3 separate regions of the Mus musculus genome follow, and all the other regions are linked to region 3. Evidence: chromatin contacts called from public Hi-C data. All regions are on one chromosome and are shown on one strand. Each heading gives the region's core, a stretch centred on a gene start, on an enhancer-like site or on the middle of the called end of the contact. The rest is flanking DNA. Distances are from core to core; before and after follow the strand shown.

What was found. A called contact is a pair of places that touch in the nucleus more often than the background predicts.
Region 1: a Hi-C map of the MNK3 cell line shows a contact between it and region 3, with 4 times the contacts expected there. The contact joins two enhancer-like sites. A contact is called at or near these places in 1 of 15 datasets of contacts at CTCF or cohesin (the NIH/3T3 cell line), 10 of 484 Hi-C or Micro-C datasets (the C2C12 cell line, LSK cells, the MNK3 cell line and 5 more) and 1 of 9 other capture datasets (embryonic stem cells).
Region 2: a Hi-C map of bone marrow-derived macrophages shows a contact between it and region 3, with 25 read pairs. The contact joins two enhancer-like sites. A contact is called at or near these places in 1 of 484 Hi-C or Micro-C datasets (bone marrow-derived macrophages), 2 of 115 datasets of contacts at active chromatin or transcription factors (embryonic basal ganglia and embryonic stem cells) and 1 of 9 other capture datasets (liver).

The regions. Positions count from the first base shown.
Region 1 is chr17:15,182,675-15,187,113 of GRCm38.p6, forward strand. No RefSeq gene overlaps it. Among named protein-coding and RNA genes, the nearest start is that of Gm35502, 10 kb to the right of the region's middle. Within about 2 kb of position 2,732, at least 28 of the 459 cell types and tissues checked have an H3K27ac peak or open chromatin away from gene starts, as enhancers often do. A contact at or near this core is called in the MNK3 cell line, where this site is marked.
Region 2 is chr17:15,105,655-15,109,934 of GRCm38.p6, forward strand. No RefSeq gene overlaps it. Among named protein-coding and RNA genes, the nearest start is that of Gm35203, 22 kb to the left of the region's middle. Within about 2 kb of position 1,952, at least 98 of the 459 cell types and tissues checked have an H3K27ac peak or open chromatin away from gene starts, as enhancers often do. A contact at or near this core is called in bone marrow-derived macrophages, where this site is marked.
Region 3 is chr17:15,464,678-15,469,399 of GRCm38.p6, forward strand. No RefSeq gene overlaps it. Among named protein-coding and RNA genes, the nearest start is that of Gm49668, 31 kb to the left of the region's middle. Within about 2 kb of position 3,209, at least 7 of the 459 cell types and tissues checked have an H3K27ac peak or open chromatin away from gene starts, as enhancers often do. A contact at or near this core is called in the MNK3 cell line and bone marrow-derived macrophages, where this site is marked.

The DNA.
Region 1 (4,439 bases), core at 1,482-3,981, 280 kb before region 3:
GCTCGCACACTTGCACTTCCTCTTCTTCTTTTTTACTTTCTTCGCCTCTACTCCCTTCTCACGCCCCCAAATAAACTTCACTTTATACTAGTACAGTTATATGGCTGATACCTGGGTGGAGTTGGGGCAGGAGAAGGCCTCAGCATGGGACTGCTAAGGTACCCCTCCCACCACATCATACCATGTTTTACAAAGCATATCAGAAATTCCAACAGGAATTAAATAAATGCTCCCCTCACCAGGGTCCTACACATCGTTTCTTCCTTAAGTGAGTTTGAGTATATAAATTTTGAAAGATACTGTTATGGGTTGAATCTAAAATATTCCTCAAGGTTTATGTTAAAGGCTTGGCTTCCAGCAGATGGGGTCTTAGAAGGCGATTGGATCAGGAATACTCTGACTTCATCCGTCGGTTAATCTATAGATGACTTTTCCATTTGCTGGTATTTTTGGAGCTAGTGGAAACTAGGAGGTAGTCCTAGTGGGTAGAGGTATGCCACAAGAGGTAGGCTTTTCAAGTGCATGTCTCAAATTCCTGGTTCCTGCTGCTCTGTCATTGCCTATCCACCATGATGTTCTGCCCTGCCACTGCCCAAAAGCAATAGAATTAGTTGACCATAGCCCAAAACCTCTGAAAATGTAAGCCAAAATTAATACTCTCTCTTTAAGCTGATTATCTTAAGTATTTTGCCATGCAGATATATATGTTGAAAAAAAAAGATCTTCCTTAAACAAAACAAACAAACAAACAAACAAAAAGATTGAGAGACTACGACTAATGGAGAGACAGTTATTGAACCTTTAAATTCAGGGTGAAGGCAGGCAAAGAGTTACACACCAAGAAGCAGAAGAAGGCAGTTAGCATGTTTCCACTTGGCCATCCATTAGCCAACCAATTTCTGTGAGACACTGCCCTCTCTTCACAGCTAGAGCTCAGGGAGCGGCACATGTGGATGCTACCCTCGTTTACAGAATTCTTGAGGTCACCCTGAAGGTCGAGGGAGAGATAGCACCCTGTCTGAACATTGAGCTAGTGACCGATGAGAAAGGATTACTGGTTGTCACCCTGCAGTGCGAACATCACCCCAAGAGTTCTACTAGGCTTCTGGCTCTCTGGGCTCCCAGATCCATCTTCCTGCCGCACATCAGCCCCATGGCCCAGCAGCAGATGTTCTCCTGGGAATAAGGTGTGAACACCAGAAAGTGAAGGAGAAGCAAGCGATGGACCACAAGAGGACACTGTAGCTGCAGGAGGGATGCCCTGGCTTGGGCCTGGGCAGACCACAAGGCAGGGAAGGGTGGGGCAGCTATGGGTAATGTAACCAGAGGGAGCCACAGTCCAGAGTCAGTAAGGTCACCCAGAGAGAGATGTGTGTGTGCACAGGGATCCCAGAGCAGCCGCTGCTGAAGTGTGTGGAGCACAGGGCTGGTGACTTTGCTCCCCACCCCGGTTTGCTACATTTTCCTCTGAGAACAAGAAAGAAGTGGCGTGTTAGACTTGATGGACGGAATTCAATCCATATTTATGTTACTGATTTCCATGCCACGGTGGGGGAGAGTGGGCTCTGTTTACCTGCCAGCGACAGATCTGACCTTCATCCTGAGCCTCTGGAAACGTTTTCCTAAGTAAGCATGAGAAGTTGCAGCTGCCAGCAGTGTCTGCCTTGCAAAAAAAAAAGGTTTTTGTGCCAGATTATCAGCTTGCAGGTAAGCAGCCACCGTGGGCTCTCACTTCTCTGCCTGTATCCCATTGTGTAAGCATCCCCTTTGCCCTTTGTTTCCTCCTTGAACCCTTGTCTGACCACAACCACTTTCCACATCCCCCCCCCCCAAGCCCCCGCAGGCACTCTGACACTGATGGAGGTCAGGTAGGTGGAGGCAAGTATAGGTGAGAGGCATATGAGAGAAAGAAAGGGTCAGTGGAAGAGCTGGGGAGGTGAGCAGTTAGCAGATACCAGCACACCTTGTGGTCATCTCTGCCCACAGCACCAATCGGAACCTTAGCAAGGGACCTTCGTGGGGTCTCAGAGTGCAGAAGCTTGAATATCAGCCTCTGTCATTCCTTGTGTGACTAGAGATAGTGCCTTTGGATACATGGGAAGTAACTGGACCCCTCCCCGGCTATGGATCCTAGCAGATCATTCTGGCATATTCCATGATTCCTCAGCAACTTAGTGTAACTGGCACATGCTAGCATTGGTTTGTGTACCTTGTGCTGGCTGTTGCTGTTCTTGTTCTTCAGAAAGCATGCAGGTGATTAACTGCGCTGTCAGGAAAGGGACTCACACAGAGTTTTGCAGACACTCCCACTGGAGATTTTAGCACTTCTCTAAGCCCAATGAGAACAACTTGTTTCCAAACTAATACAAACCTGCTGCATGATTTTCTAAAAGAATCCTGGGGTCTGTAGCATGCCAGCTTGTTATAAAAACCCTTTCCTGGTCTATGTTGGCCACAGTCTGGTGCCTTCTCACCCCAGGGCAACTAAGCCCTATGCTGGGGGGATTACCTTTCCCTCCTCCTCTAGAATAGAGGATGTGGAGACATCCTAAAACCCCACGGCTTGGCTAATGCTGTTCATGGTGCTTTGTCCTAGATTAGCTCCAAGAAGCCAACCTGGAGAGCTTGGGTGGGTGTGGCCTCGTCTCCCTCTGTTGTGCATATACTGTGCCTAAGCCTGTAAACTGGAGGGAGGCCCCATCAGTCTCCCCAGCCCCTCCTCTGTGGGAACAGAGACGTCCTTGCTGGTTAATGAGGTTTTGTTGTTCAGAGCCATCTGCCTGCTTCTTGAGAGCTACAGCATGTGATTAACGGCTGCTCTGGGGCACTGACCCTGGGTGCCTTACTGTGCAAGGGCTTGAGCCCTACACATTTACAACCACCTGCCTGGGGCTCTGTCTCCAGCAGGCAACCGTTACACACCTCTGACAGCAAGCAAGCAGTGGCTATGTGAGGCGCCTGTTCCACTTCTCCTCGAAGGAGAATCACCTGCGAATTCACTCCCATACAGGCACTGAGCATCAAGCAAGTGGATGTGGCAGTCGTCAGGTTTGCCAGGATTTGTCTCTTCCACCCTGAACCACATCTTCTTGTGTGTTTGGTTCTTCTCTAAGCCCAATGAGAACTCTTTCTTAGAGTCTTGACCTCAGGATGGATTGGCTCCAGACAAAAGCTACCCCAATGGGAGCTAAGCTGGATCCATGCAATGAGATCTTGATCATTCCTAGACACAACAATACTGACTTCAAGCCCGAATATGTGGTGAGTATTATCCACATATCCCAGCAGTCCTTGGCTTGCCCTCTATAATTCTCTTCATCACACATCCTATGTGTGCTATCTCTCATGGGGAACTGGACTTCTCTGGAGTCGGGGAGACTTCCTGGAACATTTCCTCACATCCTCCCTGAGTTTTTCTCCATACATGATGTAGCTCTCTATGGGAGTAGGAACCATCAAAGATGCCCTATTCAACCTCTGAAAGTGATACTAGCAATGCCTGGCTCTGGACCCCTTGAGTGACTGCCTTGAGACTAACTTCTGACTGCACATTGAGCAGCATGAGGGTCCTGCTAAATGTGAAACATAGAAACACTGAAAGAGAACAAGTCTGGGCTCTGAGGCACACAGCAGCCTCACCCAGAGGTTATGTCTAACTTCTGCAGCCAGAAAGAAACACACACAATTTATAGTTTCTTGCAGTCTCTAATGAGAAGATTTTTAGAATGGGAAATTAGAACTACCAACAGAAATACAGAGTATTAGTACAAGACCCCTCAATGCAAATGCTTGTCACAGCCCTGTGTTCCAGCCAATCGCAGCCATATGCCCTTAGTAGAAACTTCTGTTCAAACTTAGATGACCCAAGAAGAAATACTCCCAGTACCCGCAACTTCTAAACTGGAAACTCCTGGTACACCATCTACATGCCCAAGCATACTGCCCGAGTCAACGTCTTAGTTACTTTCCTATTGCTTCAGTAAAATACCATGACCAAGGTAACATAAAAAAAGAACGCGTTTGATTGATTATGACTTCAGAGGGTTAGAGTTCATCAGAGCAAAGCCATGTTGACAGGAACAGCTGAGCACTCACAACTTGATCCACAACTAAGAGACAGAGACAGAATTAGGAATGGCAGGAGGCTTTAGAAGCCACAAAACCCACTCTGTGACACACTTCCTCCAACAAGGCCACACCTCCTAGTCCTCCCCAAACTGTTCCACCAATGAGGACCAAGAATTAAAATAGATGAGCCTATGGAGGCCATTGTCATTCAAACAACCCCAGTCAGCCAATAAGAAGCCTTTTTCAATAGCTCTGGTCCTACCAAGAATGGCTGCCAGTAGCCTGGATTCCAGCAATGGACAACTTGCTAAATCACTGGATCATCCAATAGGAAGTATTTTGTCTAAAAATACTTATTGCAAACCCTGAAT
Region 2 (4,280 bases), core at 702-3,201, 360 kb before region 3:
CACCTCCACAGGTCATTGAACACAGAGAAGTCAAGCTAGGCCTACACAAAGCCTTTGCCCCTGCAGATTAATGTCTTTGGTACAGGAAGGTACTCTGTGTGCTACTAAAGGAGAAACGTTAAATACAATGTAGCTCCACAATGGTGTCCTGCCTGCAAGCTATGCTGGTGCAATGGTGGCCCAAGCTTTATAGGAGCAAACGACCAATGTCTGATTTGACATAAGACCACTCCACAAAATGGAACCCATACTCAACGCAGCTAGGGTGACCAAGAACCTGAGACTAGATAGGTCAGGGACCTAGGCTGAAACCAGATACTTCTGTTCTACTTAAAGAACTTAGCAATAAAATGACTCCTAATAACCTTAGGCTATACTCATAGATCAGTGTCTTGCTCAGCCATCATCAGAGAAGCTTCCTCCTGCAGCAAATGGGAATGAATATAGAGACCTGTAGCCAGACATTATGCAGAAAGTTAGAGATCTTAGAAGACTCAACCTTAAACAGCATGTCTTCATCAAATCTCTGCTCTCAAGGCTCAGTGAACCCTGCGGAAAAGGAAAGAGTGTTAGAGCCAAAGGGGCTGTCAGACACCAAGGTTACAAGGCCTTCTAATTCAGTATCTACGCACACAAACTCACAAAGGCTGAGACTGCATGCATAGGCCCTGGATAGGTCTGCACCAGATGGGGTCCTAGAACTGAAAGGAGAAGGGGGACGTACCCCATCCCTAACCCAGGATCCATCCCTCATTGATAGTAAATGAAAATTTTGTTTTCTTTAAGAGAATCTCACTGGGGAAACAAACTACTCTTGGGATAAGCCACATGCATGGTAGTAAATGTTGAACAGGAAACAAACTCAGGGTCTTATCATGTCATGTCCAGCCTTTTTAATTTTTATTTTTGTCTTTATCCTTATTCTATTTATATGTCTTATTTATTTCTCTCCTTTTTTTATCCTACAGGTCATTTGCATATATACATATATATCTGGATATATGTAGAGATAGATAGATAGATAGATAGATAGATAGATAGATAGATACATACACACATACATACATACATACATACATACATACATATATGGATATATATGGATATTAGCCCATTATTGGACCTATAGTTCCTAAAAACATTTTCCTCATTCTGTAGGCTGTCTGAATGTTGGGTATCTTAAAGGCAGATATTTGATGTTTAGCTTTTATTCAGAGATAGCTACTGGTCCAGATGATGTACCTGGCATTTTATATTCAAAGCTTCCTCAAGATCCTAGGCATTACAAAGCCTCAAGAAGAGAATTCTTTCCTTAGGAGTCATAGAGGTAGCAGGGGAGGTGAGGTTTGCATCTTGATGTGTCTGTGAGCTAGCAGGGAGTCTCCCTGGCTCCCTGCTAGCATTTGTGCCATCCAGTGGTTTTTGTTTTCTTTTAGCTTTATGAGACAGGGTTTCACTATGTCTCCCAGACTGGCCTAGAGCTGTCATCTAACTTCCCGATTCTTCTTCCTGGGACTGCGGATGTGTGACACTGAACCTAGTGGTTGCAGCGTACAGAATGGACAGCTGGGCTAGAGGCTGGTGGTGGCCTGGCTTTGGGACTCAGAGGCCACAGCTTTGAGGTGATGATTGGTGTTTTGCAAAAGTAGAGACAAGATCTGAGGACGGTGACCACAGGTTGGCTGTGGTGTGAGGCTGACATAGGCGGTGAGCTGACATAGGAGGAAGGGACACCCCAGCGGGGCAGCTGAAGCTGTGAGCTGAGGTTGGGGGTCACAAACACTTATCTCATCTCCTGTGCGGTTTTGTTGTCCGAATGCAGCATAGCCTGTGCTCCACAGACCTTATCTGCAGGCTTGGAAATCCCCTCAGTTACAACCTGCGTTGCTGCACCCAGCTGGGGCATGGGCTAATGAAACCTCCAGTGGTGGTTGGCAAACACCAGAAGTTGTGGTGTAAGGCAGGGGCTGGCCTTGACTTTAGCTGTTGCTAACCTGAGTATGGCAGTGTCACTGGGACAGTTCAGCTTGGCTTGCTTAGCCATCACTTCTACCATGTGCTTCTGAGCTCCCCTGTACCCTGGGTGGCAGGGGACAACTCTGCACTTCCTTCAGTTGTCCTGTGGAGTTCACTCTGGAAACACACACAAGAATTCCACAGCAAGCCGGGCGTGGTGGCGCACGCCTTTAATCCCAGCACTTGGGAGGCAGAGGCAGGCGGATTTCTGAGTTCGAGGCCAGCCTGGTCTACAAAGTGAGTTCCAGGACAGCCAGAGCTACACAGAGAAACCCTGTCTCGGAAAAAAAAAAAAAAAAAAAAAAAAAAAAAAAGAATTCCACAGCAGACAGTAGGGGGTGGCTACCAATGGGCCATGCACCCCATTTAATCGTGCTGAATTCATAAGATGGCAGCCGTGCAACTTTCCTGTCCTGATGAAATATGCTCTTCCTTTCCTCTGTACCTAGCTGATGCTGCAGCTGTCCACCTGTGTGTGCTGTGCTGCACTGTGCCCACCTGCCCATGGGCATCCAGTGATGCTGATATAGATGACAATCAGCTTGCTGGGGTGGTTGGGACTGGGGAATGTCGTCTGAGCTCCGTTGCAGGGAACTGACCATTTCAAGCACCTTTTCCTTGCGCCTGCGTCTGAGGCACTGAGTTTAGGGTCAGTCTTCCCACAGGAGTGTCTCATCAGCAGGGTGTCCTTATCTAAATGCAAAAGCGGATTCTGAGAGTTAGTGTGTATGGAGCCAGGTCATGCAGGCTCGTGCATAGGAAGGATGTGGGAGCTGGGCATACACTGGCCACTCCACATTTACAAAGGAAGCACTGCCAAAATGGAGCCCCACATCAAGTTCCTCACAGCCATAGGCTCAGGGTATGGATCCATGTGCTTTTCTTGGTGCAGGACTGTGGAGGAGAAGACAGACCATGAGGCCATGCTGGCCCTTCAGAGGGTACATGAGCAGGAGCCAGGGTATTTATTGCCTTTCACCCTCCCGTTTCTCCCAGCTCCTCTCTGCCCAGACAGGACAGCAGTGTGTCTCCAGGCAAAGTGACCAAGCCGTCTCAGACAGGCAGCTGGTGACAGAGCAGAGCACGTGTCTCCTCTGTGGTTTTAATCTTCATACTTCACAGGACCGCAGTCTGATTGATGGAATTTTTTTAAAGCCTTGCTTTCTGGAGGCTGGGAGCCTCCTCCTCACCCGCACAGAACATATGTGCACATATTCCCCGGGGTGGCGTTTGAATGTGTGCATCGTGTGGCTGCGTTTGTTTAGTGTGTGCCTCTCCCCATCTGAGGGGACCTTTCCCATGACCCTCGGCTTCCTCGGTGGGCTGTTCACTGCTGTCTGGGGTGGGGGCCCTTCTGGGAGCAGCCAGCCTCCTCCCACAGCCGTGCTCCAGGCTGATGGATCATCTGATGCCGCATTCTTCTTCCCCATAGCTGCCGGAGAAGGGGGGCAAGGAAGAGGAAAAGAAATAAAAGATCCCAAACAGCTCCCATCTGTTGCGGGAAGATCATAATGCTTGCATTTACCCAGCTTTTCGACTGAGGGGCTTCGAGAGTCTTATTATTTTATGAGCCCCCAGAGTACACAAAGTGCAGGCTGAATCTAGCAAGCCAGCTTGGGTCGGCAGTGGAGAGGGTTGCTGGCCAGTCACAGGCTCAGGATTCGCATTCTTCTCTTTTCCTGCCATTCTGATCTGTGCCTATCTTCTACCATCCTGCGTGTCAGCCTGGTCTTGGCCCCTGGACAAGGTTTCTCCTTGTCCTCTGCCAGTCTCTCTCTCCTCTAGGCACTTGACCATCTTTACAGGTCATGCTTTGTTTACATCTCCCTTAGTCTGAAACTCCCTTTGGCCTCCTGGGTATTCAAGGCCTATGATGGGTTATTCTGCGAAGTCTCAAACGCCAGTTCTGACACTTGAGTCTAGCCACTGGCCCACCTGAGTCTCTGGGTCCTCATCCCTGTGGGCAAAAGCAATGGCTATCCGTGTTTATGCCAGCAAATACTCAGGAAATACAGCCTCACCATTGCCCCTGTCTGTGGAGGTTCAGGTGGGAAGCTATTAGTAAGTCCCCTGTCACACACTGCCCAAAGAAGCCAGGTGAGGCCATACGAACAGGTCAGGGTAGCGACTGTGTCAGCAAAGTCCTCCTGTCATGTAGGAAAGCACTGGTAGCAAGCAGTTCAGTGTCCCTGGGCAGGGAAAGCAGCAAATCTGAGACCTGAGCTGAAGAAGGGAGCATGCTCCTCCTGTTTTGGGATCCTCCC
Region 3 (4,722 bases), core at 1,959-4,458:
TCAATACTGAGGAATTATAGTTAATTTTGGAGGTGTGATTATAACACTTTGATGTTTTTATAAAACATAGTCATGATCTTTTGAGGCATTAAAATGTTTACAAGATAAAATCATAGGTATTCTGAGATTGGTTTCAAAATAGTCTGGTGGGGATACAGTGGATAGTGACCCAAGCCTAGCTACGAGTCGTCAATGACGTGTGAGCGGTACCTGGGGGGTTACTGTGCTGGTCTATGCCATCTGTATGTATCTTATATGTTCCATGATAAAAGACGGTGAACAAATAAAGATTTAGAGAAATTCAAAGGAAAAGTCGCTTGTGCTTAGTGATGATTTAAATCAAGTACAGGGGCATTTTAGTGTTAAAGAGGAGATAATGTTGCTTGAATAACCTTCTAATGAAGGTTATATACCGGTTATATAAGTGGAATACTTATTCTTTAAAATGCATCTCCTATCAAGTCAAGCCAAGTGCCAGCTGTATTTTTCAAGCCGATTAATCGACAATAGCCACAATGATTATAAATATTTTATAAAATTTGGTTGGTTATTTTGGAATCATACAAGTTTGAACTTTTAAATATGAAATTCTAAACTTACGAACTTCTATTTTTTTAAAGATGTATTCATTTATTATATGTAAGTTCACTGTAGCTGTTTTCAAACACACCAGAAGAGGGCATCAGATCTCGTTACTGATGGCTGTGAGCCACCATGTGGTTGCTGGGAATTGAACTCAGGACCTTCGGAAGAGCAGTCAGTGCTCTTAATTGCTGAGCCATCTTACCAGCCCCCACTTATGAACTTCTATACTAAAATTTAAAAATAAGTAATAAAGACCTATCATGCAGTGCCTATAAAAGAAAAATCCATCCAGTATTAGGGCACTCTATTAATTCAAGTGGTCTTTTACTCCTATGTTAACACATTGATGTTTCCATACACTTGTGATCACTATTTACAATTTTGAATATTCTTATTCCTCTTGTGTCTTAATATTCTGTACTGTTGCTTTAAGGCCCTCAGAGCCTCTGCCTCAAATGGCTGCGCAATATTCCATGTAGTGAATATTAGTTACTCAGCCATTTCTATTGCCATTCTATTAGTTAGAGTCTCTAAGGGAACAGAACTGATAAAAGAATGAATATATATATTATTTATTAATAATCATATTACTACATTTATTTATGAGCTGTTCTAAAATTTAAAGACAGATGATATATGGACTATAAAATTGAAAAATTATCCAACATTTGGTCAGTATATCAGGCCTCTGTGTGTGTGTGTGTGTGTGTGTATGTACACCAGTTGTTGTTCTACATATCTTGGTAGTCCTAATCTGGTAGTTTTAACCTAGTCCCTGAGGATTCCTGGAGAGCTGCTGGTTTTCAGTCAGTGTTGGAATCAGGAAGAAGTAGGTGGTAAGCCAGGGAGAGTGGGGGCAAGCCAGGGAGAGTGGGGGCAAGCCTGGGAAAGGTTAAAGTTGCGGCCTTTTATGTGCACTGCCACCAGAAAGTATCGGACGGATTTACCATTGGTCTCCCCACCTCAAATGATCCAATCAAGAGTCTCTCACAGGTGCGCCCAGGAGCTTGGGTTTTAATTGATTCTAGATGCAGTTAACAACCCAAAATTAGCTATCACAAGTATACCCTGGGTCAACTTGACACACAAATTACATATCCTTCTGTTATGCTTAATTCCCAAAGGAAAGCTATAATCAGGTCATAATTCTACCTAATATGATATAACTTTCTCAAATACAACCGAAAATGTATTATGTATTTTAGAAAAGGTATCGCTGTCCCTTGAGGAACACCTGGTCTCTTTGTGACTGTAGGTTACATATGATAATGACCAGTGATGCCATCTCAGTTTATGTTTCATTACACGATAAAGAAATAGAGGAACGAGGGCTGGTGAGATGGCTTGGCGGTTAAGAGCACTGACTGCTCTTCCAGAGGTCCTGAGTTCAATTCCCAGCAACCACATGGTGGCTCACAACCACCTGTAATGAGATCTGAAGACAGCTACAGTGTACTTACATATAATAAATAAATAAATAAAATCTTTTTTAAAAATAAGAAAGAAATAGAGGAACGTTTTTAAAACCCAAGCATCTGCTTTATGTCTATATGCACGAACACATTCTTTACAGAATAGAACAGAAACATCGTGTCAACAGCTTTGCTGTTCACATGCGTTCCACAACCGCTGCTTAGAACCTCCTCCTAGTCTCTCCTTGTGGATCATAGTGGTTCATAGAGTCTCTGCAAACAGTAAGCAATCTTACTGAGAAGCTTTACAAAGAAAGTACAATTTCCAGGGGATGTTGTGCTAAGTCTAAAACATTTGAGCCCCACCTGGAGTGCAAAATGCTAGCAAGTCCTGTGTAGGCTTTGCCATGATGGGAGAAAATTCCAGACTATGAAAGCTGTACTCCCAAGGGCAGAAGAACAGGCTGGTATAGTTGCCACCTGGAGCTAGCCCATGTTTGGGCTCTGTAGATGTGTGTTCCTAATATTCTAAATGACGTGAAAATTTGGTAAGACTACCACAGCCCAGCCATGTCCTTACCTTCTAGGTGTCACAGTTGATTCTCAACAACCTACTCTAAAAAGCAGGTACAATACCAATAGGAGAGTTGAGAATGTAGAAGAAAAATAGGATCTGTCTATTGCTTTAGAAATAATTAAAATAAAAAATAAAAAACAATCACAGGGCCTGATGATACATGCCTTTAATCCCAGAACTTGGGGAGGCAGAAGCAGGAAGATCTCAGAGTTTGAAATTGGTACGTATAGAAAGTTCCAGGTCAGCGGGGGCTATATACCTAGTGAGACCCATCTTTTACAAGTATATAGCTCCAAATAAATCCAGTGTTCTGATATTTGTCTTTTTGTGTCAAAGTCAGTTCCCTTTCTCCTCCTCCTCTGTCTTCTTTTCTCTCCCCTCCAGATCAAACACACACCTCGCATGCATCCAGTACAGTGATGACCAGTTTATCTTCTTCTGTCCTCTGCAGTTTAATATGTACATGAACTGAGATTACAAGTTACCACAAAATGTCCTTTTGCCAAGTTAAGGAAGAACAGTATTTACTACCGGACTCAAGTTCTATTTCCTGCCTACCACAAACTAAACTCTATCCTAGGAAATGCTCGCCACAAAGTGGGGGCACCAGAGGTAAATCCACAGCGCCACCTGGTGGCCTCCTCCAGGAGCGTGACACAGAACCTGGCATTCATGAATGAGGAATAGCCACCATCCTTTGACAGGCCTCAGCCATCTTTGTGGCACATCTCAAAGCAGGAGTCAGGTCAGGGGTCTGCTTGAGGTGACAGTGGAGTCCCAGTTCAAAACAGTGGTGTTTACCAACAATCCGCCTTACAGTCATCAGCCCACACTCCAAATGAAGTTCTAAATACTTGCCTGTCATGGAAGAAAAATTTTCTAAAGATGATTCACAAGTTCTAGAGATCCACCCGAGAACAAATAGCGGTCCTAATAGGAAAGTGCGTATCTCTAAGCGCCCAAAATTTTAAAAATAAAAAAACAGAGAAAACTCAAATAACTTAATGATGCACCTTGAAGCCTTAGAAAAGTCAGAACAAATCAAACTCCAAATCAGTAGATAAGGAGACATACTTAAGGGCAGAAATTCATGAAATAGAAATAGTGAGTACAAGACAAACCAAAGAATCAGATGCAGAGTTCTTTCTTTAAAAAGGCAAATAAACCTTTTAAAAAGACAGACAAACCCTTAGCTAAGTTAACTAAAAGACAGAGAAGACTTGTAAGATCAGAAATGAAAAAAGAAGTTATTACAAGAGATACCAAGAGTAAGAAAAGCATAAAACATACCTTACAAACCTATATTCCACTAAATTTTTAAAATCTAAGAGAAATGGATGAAATTGATAGGTATATGACCTACCAAAATCAAATCAAAATGAAAAAAAATTAAATAGTCCTATATCCAGCAGCAAGACCGACATGGTCATAAAAATCTCCTGACTGAAGAACACCCAGGTTCAGATGTACTCACTGTATAGATCTCTACCCTTCACTCAAGAATGGAGACCAGTATTTTGCAAATCACCCTATAAAGTAGAAAAGGAAGGAAACTTCCAAACCGGTTTTGCTTTTTTTTTTCTTTTGCCAATATCATACTGATACCAAAACCAGGCAGAGACAACATTAAGAAAATTATAGACTGATCTCTCTGATCAATACAGATACAAACGTTCTCAGTAGGATACTAGCAAACTAATTCAAGATCTCGTCATTCAGCACCAAGTTGACTTCATTAAAGAGAAGATTCAACGTATAAATCAATAAATGTAACTTGTCATATAAATAGACTCAAGGACAGAAACCAAATAAATTCAGGAAAGGTCTTTGATTAGTCCAGTATCTCTTCATGAGATATTTGCTACAGAATCTATGGATATAGGGGACATAATTCAAAACATAATAAAGTCAATATACAACGAGGCCACAACAACATTATGGTAAAGGTAAAAAATATTTGAAGCATTTTTACTAAAATAAAAATAAAACTTTCTCCATTCCTGTTCAATACGGTGCTTGAGTCTCAGAGCAGTAAGAAAAAATAGATACAAATAGGAAAGTAAAAATATTCCTGTTTGTAGATGAAATAGTTTTAATATAAGAGATATTATCCACTCCACTCACACTATTTTGGTTGGAATAAACTTA